Linked DNA regions of Mus musculus: region 1 is linked to region 2. Evidence: chromatin contacts called from public Hi-C data. All regions are on one chromosome and are shown on one strand. The core of a region is the stretch at or near the end of the contact, and the rest is flanking DNA. Distances in the headings are between cores, read along the strand shown. Region 1 overlaps Cdk6 (cyclin-dependent kinase 6). Region 2 has its middle 24 kb from the start of Gm36548.

Region 1 (4,015 bases), core at 1,091-3,590, 250 kb after region 2:
CAGGCAGATCTGTGGGCAGCCGGGCTGATCAGTGATTTGAGGCCAGAGACTGGGAAACAAGAAAGTAGTGCTCCAGTGATGAGTCCAGGTTCCCTGCTTTCTTTCTAAGGTGGCCCAGGTTGAAAAAAAAAATGCTGGCCTTTCCAGGTTGCACATATTACATGTGCATTTACTGTCCTGCATTTAGTACATGGATCAAGAGCAGATTTCACAAGGTCCATTCCTAGAATATTAGGTTAGTCATTAAAGGTTAATTATTCAGGAGTTAGAGGAAATACCATGATGTTCGGAAACCAAGGAGTAGAGGTGTCAATTTTTTCCATGAAGAGGATCCACAACCATTCTCCTGAAGTCTTTTTAAATGGGTCATTTAAATTGCGCACATTCAGAATAATCACAATTTAAATATTCTATGTATTAATGGTCTTCTCTCCTAAGCTGTAAATGGCCACTGGTCCCAACCTCACGTAGCTCGGAAGCGTCTGTCCTCAGACATAAAATGCAACCAAGTTGTAGCAGCAAAGGACTCTGGTCCTCCACGCTGTTCCTCTCTTCTGTTTGTAATGTTGTAAATCTGCTGTTTGGAAGAAATCTGAAGACCTGGGCTGGCCGGTGCTAAATGAACATTCCTTTTGATCTTAGGGTGAGTGCCACATCCAGCCGTTACTCTCAGTCACTGATAGGAAGAACTGGACGCACTCCCCTGTTGGTTTGGTTTTGTGTGTGTCTTGGTTTTGCTCAATAGCCTGTGAGGACCATGTTTGGCCTCAGCTTCTCTAGGACCCTCTGGGCCCAACTTATCTTTCATCGTCTTTCCTAATTCCGATACCGTAATTCCACAGGGAAGAAGCCAGTATCCCACTTGGATGAACTCTGCGGCTAGCACAATGCCTTCCTTCTTATCCCTGATTCTGAACTGGTTTTTCCCCCTGTATTTAAGAGCAATGAATGGGAAAGTCCAAGCCTTAAAAGTAAAGAACCTCACTTATATTTATGATGTTTTCTACACAGTGAAGGGAAGCACCCTTTAGCAAGCACGTGAAGCCCACGCTGTCCTCGTAGGACAAAAGGGAAGACACCTCCTTTAATAACTGACTTCCTTTTTTTCTTTTAAAGATTTGTTTACTTATTTTATGTGAGTACACTGTTGCTCCCTTCAGACACACCAGAAGAGGGCCTCAGATCCCATTACAGACAGTTGTGAGCCACCATGTGGCTGCTGGAAATGGAACTCAGATCCTCTGGAAGAGGCATCAGTGCTCTTAACCACTGAGCCATCTCTCTAGCCCACTGACCGACTTTCTTTTACCCTACCTGGTCAGCCTGGCAGGGCAGGCATCATATTGGTCTTCCCGTTCTGGGTTCCCTTAAGTCAGCACCGTGAAGAACAAGGACATCCTGACCTGCCATGTACTGAAAAGGCAAAGAAAAAGACTTCTGAGTACTGTGTGGCCAACCCAATCTACTGCTCGGTGGACCAGGAGACGCTGGCTCCTCATTATCCTGTTACAACCAGCGAGTGAGAGTTACCTGGCCTTTAAAGCATGCTTATTGATGGTATTTGGCTCGTTGGTTTCTCCTTGAGTCAGGCTGAGTCTCCATTATGGAACAGTCCCCTGCAGCCCCGTGTGTTAGAACATTTGGTTCTCACCTGGTCTGCCTGTTCTGAGAGGTGGTGGGACTGTGACCTGGCTAACAGAAGTCATTCATTGAGGCTGGAGGCTTGCATCCTACCGAACACTCTGCCGATGTGAGAAGTAACAGACGCAGCCGTTCCTGTCCGCCTTCCTCACCGTGATGAGCTAGCTGCCTTCCCCGAAACCAGGAGCCAACATAAATCTCCCTCCAGGTTACCTTTCTGCCTCTGAGTTTGCCTATTGTGGTGATGAAAGTCACTGGCGCATGTTCACCAGCAGTCACCTGGCATTATCTGGAGGACACAGGACAGTGAGGCGGTGGTGTGAGCCAGCTTTGCAGCCTCCAGTCCCCTCTTGTATCACTTCCTACCTGGGTGACTGTGCCCAACCATCCCTCGACCTCAGTCTCAAGTATTAAAGCGAGAGCACTCAAGCGTAAATCCCACACAGTGGTGCAAAACGGCACTCATGCAGCATTTGGCTTTCTCTTCTGGATTTATATACTCAGTATCGGTGATTATGTTGTCTGTGTTGCTACACCATCATCTAGAGCAGGATAGCATTATCATTGCTAACATCAGGCATGAGAAGAATTCGAAGTCAAAAAGTCTTGGGCCCTGCAGCACTGAGATCCTAGACAGTACCCCAGTCCTAAGTATCAGACTTAAACTTGGGCCACAGCACACTAAACAGTGTGGCCGGGTGACTCATTAATGAAGTCATGCCTAGTCACTCTGGGGCTCTTCCTGGTCCTGCCCCATCTGCCCCACCACAGCTTCTGCAAAGGCCAGAGCCAAGCCTAGAATCTGGCAAGACACTGAGTACACAGATGAGGTCCAGAAAACCTATCTAATAAGACTCAGAAACCAGGTGGGACTGTTTGGGGCAGAGGCCCACAGACTGCTGGGCAAGGTGTTAGGGGCTTCTTGCCTTGAAACCCTGTTGCCACAGCACTTCACAGAGTGGCGAGCATAATCCCCAAGGCCATTGTAGACTCTTGTTCTGAGCCACAGGAAGAAATGCCTCACATTTAGCTTGTAGGGGAACTCCGAACAGTCAGCAAGAATTTCTTCTGAGAAGGACAGAAATGACTATCTCCCTGCCATTCAGTGTCTTCAGCCTTCTGAGACGGGAGCAAGCACACGTTTGTCTATGAGACCAAGGAGCACAGAATGTGCTAGAACTGTGTCATGCCTACAGCTGTGTCTCTGGCTGACTGGCTTCAGTCAGGAAAAGACCAATGGTTGTCTGTGGACCGTCACTAGACACTGCCTTCCAAACTGATTGATGAGACAGCTGTGCCCTGTCCCGTCTCAAATGGAACTCCGTGCAGAGATCCCTTTTATTCTCATATTTCTGAAGCATGTTGAACCAGAAAGCTGCATTTGAAAAAATAATAACAATATAAGTTGGGTGTGGTAACACATGCCCGTAATCTTAGCACTTGGAGGGAGGAAGCAGGAGCAGTAGAAGCACAACTTCAATGCCATCTTTGGCTAACTGGCTTGTTTGAGAGCAGCATGGGATACTTGACATCTAGCCTCAGGAACAGCCTTTAAAAGTACCTCATAATGTGTATATTATATATGTTATTTTATGTAAGGTTGTTTTTGATTATGTGTGTAGGGTGTATGCACCTGAATGCTGATACCTACAGGAGAAAGAGGCATCTGGCCCCCTCAGAACCGGAGTTATAGTCTTCTGTGAGCTTCTGTGGGTACTGTGAGCATGACACACTCTTAAGGACTGAGCCATCTCTCCAACCTGAGGTTGACTTTAATTACATGCATTGCATACTCTCATTTGACAGCGACAATGTGGTTATTATAGAACATTTTAAAAATACAGGCCTAGAGTGTTCTTTTTTGTACCAGAAAGTAAAGACAAAATTTTGCAAATGTCACAGGTTTTAACTTGAAGGAGTGGGTACATACCTCTGAGGTATTTTGGATATCAAACTACATAATTATATTAAACAATTATAAGCCATCAAATAAGATCAAGTTTATACTGATGTAAAGAAATGGAAGATAAGTCACTGTGTTAGGGTAGAAGAGATGATGGTGTTGGACATTTGATAATTATTATTTTAAGTTGAAGCTGAATATAGATTTACTATATTCGATCACTGAAATGTGATGCAGATCAAGAGGCAAACATAGTCTCAAAACATGTCTCTTATGAGAGTTCTTTTATAATAAGAAAAAAGAAAAAGATAAACATAAACTGTTGACCAAGAGACGGTCGTTGGTGTTTTTCAATTGTTTCCCATAACACTTTAGCTCATGAAATACCTGTAATCTGTTTCTCTTTTATAAAAACAAATCATGATGTGATTGGTATTTAAATATTCCTGACTATTTGTTACACATATAGGT
Region 2 (3,755 bases), core at 1,102-3,601:
TTTTAGATTCTCAAGAATGCCTTTAAAAAATACATTCTAATCAATGGCATGCTTAGGATTGTAGCCACTTTGTTCACACGTGTGGAGTCCACCTGGGTACAAAAAAACTCTATATCTGAAAGAATTTTATGAAACAAATGCTGCCCTTATAAAATTAAATACTTCGGTAATAGTCTGAAGGAGAGAGCTATAAATTAGTTATAGACTAACTACATGTTATTTATAGAGAATGAAAAAACTTAGATAAGTGACTAGATGTTGTGCTACATTGAAGGAAAACATAACATAGAATATTTATATAGAGAGAAATACATTTGTGAACACACGGCTGTTGTATGTCATCTGAGTCTTTCACATTTGAATATGACTCCACCTTTCATCAAATATAACTGAGGAGTGTGTTGTTAAAAGTTCACTTAAATACAGCATTAGTTTAACTTAAAATTATATAGTTGTATGCATGTACATGCATTCTAATAATATTTTTATTTTGAAATAAGGTTTCATTATATAGCCCTGTGTAGAGGAGTTTTCATTCAGCAACATAGCTGCTCTGGCAAAAGATCACATCCAAAGACTTTCTAGGTCTATGTGATCCAGCTGGAATACAGATATGCCACACATCTTTAGTCCCTCTGGCTGGAATACATACATGCCCTTAGTACATACTTTTAATCCTAAATAATGATGTCTAATTGAGGAGGAGCAGACAATGTGACAAATCAGAGAAAGATTTAACAAAATGAACCAGAGATAGGATACTCCCAACCCTCATGAGAACAGGCAGAAAGGAGAGGCTACTTAAGAGCAGCACAGGGTGTGTCAGGAGGGGAGGGCAGTTCAGGGGGTGCATTTCAATTGAGTTCAATGCAGTGCAGTTTGGTGCAGTTCACTTTAATGCAGTTAGTGCAGTACAGTTTGTGGAATTCAGAGACAGTTTTTCCAAGCAGACCAATTCAGTGAGAAGCCCAGAGAAGCCAGTTTGACAAAGTCATCTTGGAGAGAAGTCTGGGCCATAACAGCTGAGTTGAACCAGCCGGCCAGAGTTCAGAAAGAACTAGAAAGGGTGGGCTTATTCAGCAGCAAGACAAGAATTACATTAGGTAAATAAAAGTTAAATTTACAGCCCTGATTGGCCTACATCTCTCATGGATAAGGATGACCTTTAATTCAGAGATCCACTTACTTCTGATGCCTGGTTGCTGGGACTAAATGTGTGTGCCACAATGCCAGACCTAATTATACAATATAAATATATATATGTGTGTATATGTGTGTGTGTATACATGTGACACATTTCAAAAACTTTCAATGCCCAAGTGAGCTCAGTGAAACTTTTTTTAGCCTTAAATGCTTTGAGTTCTACCATCATTGCATTCTAAAAATTAATCTGCACATAAGAAATTGTTTATAAGGCAGAAATTTCCTGGAATTCTCACCTGTGGTGCTTGCAAGTTTCCAGATAGAGGACTCTTTTATTCCATAGCCTACACACCAGCCCTGACTATAGCTAAGCAACGGGGGCTGGAGTTCCATTTCTCCTGCCTAGTGATAATAAACTCTGTATCCTGATGCTCCCGCTGAGGGGCCAAAAGGGACTGAAGAAAGGGTCTAGAAGGCTGAGGAGCTATGAAAAACATGTTGTAAAGATTTCCTTATAAGCCAATAAATAATTTACAGGAAGGGAATTTAAGAGTTAAAAACTGGGTCTGCAGAGATATTAAGTTAGTGAAGAGCTTGGTGAGCAAGCATGAAGACTTCAGTTCAGCTCTCTAGTACTCATGGACACAAACCAATATGATAGTTTGGGTCTGTAATCCCAGCTCTGGAGAGGCAGAGGCAGATACTGGAAGACCCTTGGGCTCAATGGTCCATTAATGTAGCCGTAGCAGTAAGTTCTGAGGCCCTGTTTCAAAAAACTAATATGAAAATCTACTGAGAAAAATACCCAATGATAACCTCTGGCCTCCACACACATGTGCATGCACACATGCATTCATGCACACACACACACACACACACACACACACACACACAGAGAGAGAGAGAGAACGAGAGAGAGTTAAAATATTATAAGCCAACCAATGATTTTCAAAGAAAAGTTTACAATCTATTTTATTTTGAATGTTACTAGAACAGGCTATAAAATTAAGGCTCAAACCCCTGGCAAAGCTCTAGTTACACACTCTCTTGCCAATTATACTTCCCTTCAGTTGACAACTAGTCACTGTCTGTCTTCACACAGGAATAAAGTCATGACACAAGACTCAGGACAAATGTTCCTCAGCATCTTGAGGACGGTTGGAAGGCATAGCTTCAGGAGCACATGTATGTGTGAGTGCACTGCTCACTTAAAGTCCCACACTGACAAGCAGCAGAGTCATTTGTGTAACTCCACTGGCCTACCTTACATAGTTTTCCTTCTCTCTTTTTTTTTCTTCTTTTTACTTTTTTTTTTCTTTTAAGAAGAAAGCATGCATACGGCTCAGCCCTGATCAGACAGAAGCCTGGGGAATTATCTACATGTCACAGGAAATCCTTTTCTAATCAGAAAAAAATCTTCGATGAACATCTCCTGGCAGAATTTGGCAAGGAGTCCCAGGAAATTTACTGTACTTGCTTTTGGTCTTATTATATCAAGACTGCCAAAAGGGAAGTGATACCAGAACTCCTGAGGCCCCAAATGAGTTATTATAAGTAGGCATTTCTGGGCTATGTGTCACATGGTGGCAGGCTAAGAGTGGAGGGATGGTCTCTCTCCCCAGCCACTCCCATCATTCCACACTCAAAACCTTGAAAATTACTGTGAGCCATGTTACTGAGCACAAACCACGGAGAAAGAGGTTTTGTGCCTTAATTAGATTGATATATTTTCTAAAAATATTTTTGTCATTAAATTCCCTTGAGTGGGTTTATTAAAAGAACATTTAGTGTGTGTGTGTGTGTGTGTGTGTGATTTTGGAAGTAATGGTTGCTTAATTTTAGAGAAGCTCCAAAAGCCTAAGAAATAAATGAAAATCATGTGTCATTCTGTCAAACAGACACAACCAAATGTTAATATTTTTTATTATTTCCTTTCAACCATGAAATGGAAAAGAGAAAGTTGCCACAATTAGGATCATATTGTATTGCATATGTATTTTCTGCTTTTTTCCCCATTTAACGTGATATCATTCACTTAAGATTTGTCTTCTTCTGTGTTCTGTCACTATACTAAAATACTTTAGACCAGGTAACTCTATTGTTTAGTAGAGGTTTGTTTCGGGGTGGGCATCTGAGAACTCAGGGCCAGCATCTGTTTAGCATCTGGTGAGAAATTCCTTGCTGCGTTATAATAGAGAAGAGAATATTTGCACTAGTTACTTATTGTTATAACAAATTCCTAGTGGAATCAATTCAAGACTCGTAGTTCAAGGAGTAGACTTTATTATGGCAAGAAAGATGTGTAGTGGGAGGAGCTAGTAACTATGGATGCAGAGGGAGGGATGGGGTCTTTAGCTTTCTGTAATGTTGTTTTCCTTTCATTCTGTTAGCTCATGGAATGGTGCTACCCACATTCAGGGCAACAAGGAAAGCCCCAACCAAGATCAGATCTGAACCCAGGCAGAGAAACCATCAACCCCTGCACCAACATGTCCAGTATCTGGAGCCTCTGGAGACCTCATCTACAGCCCTGCCTCCCCAGCTCTGCGGCCTGCAGCACATTTAGCTTCTCTCTCTGATTGGCACCACTGTGCCTACAGCTTTCCGTGTTA

What was found. Hi-C and Micro-C count contacts between places; a contact is called where the count stands out from the background.
Region 1: a Hi-C map of bone marrow-derived macrophages shows a contact between it and region 2, with 2.5 times the contacts expected there. The contact joins two enhancer-like sites. A contact is called at or near these places in 2 of 484 Hi-C or Micro-C datasets (bone marrow-derived macrophages and ventral hippocampal neurons) and 1 of 115 datasets of contacts at active chromatin or transcription factors (thymic regulatory T cells).

What each region holds. Positions count from the first base shown.
Region 1 is chr5:3,492,186-3,496,200 of GRCm38.p6, forward strand. The region is part of intron 5 of Cdk6 (cyclin-dependent kinase 6); the gene reads left to right. Among named protein-coding and RNA genes, the nearest start is that of Fam133b, 50 kb to the right of the region's middle. Within about 2 kb of position 2,341, at least 161 of the 459 cell types and tissues checked have an H3K27ac peak or open chromatin away from gene starts, as enhancers often do. A contact at or near this core is called in bone marrow-derived macrophages, where this site is marked.
Region 2 is chr5:3,244,835-3,248,589 of GRCm38.p6, forward strand. No RefSeq gene overlaps it. Among named protein-coding and RNA genes, the nearest start is that of Gm36548, 24 kb to the right of the region's middle. Within about 2 kb of position 2,352, at least 17 of the 459 cell types and tissues checked have an H3K27ac peak or open chromatin away from gene starts, as enhancers often do. A contact at or near this core is called in bone marrow-derived macrophages, where this site is marked.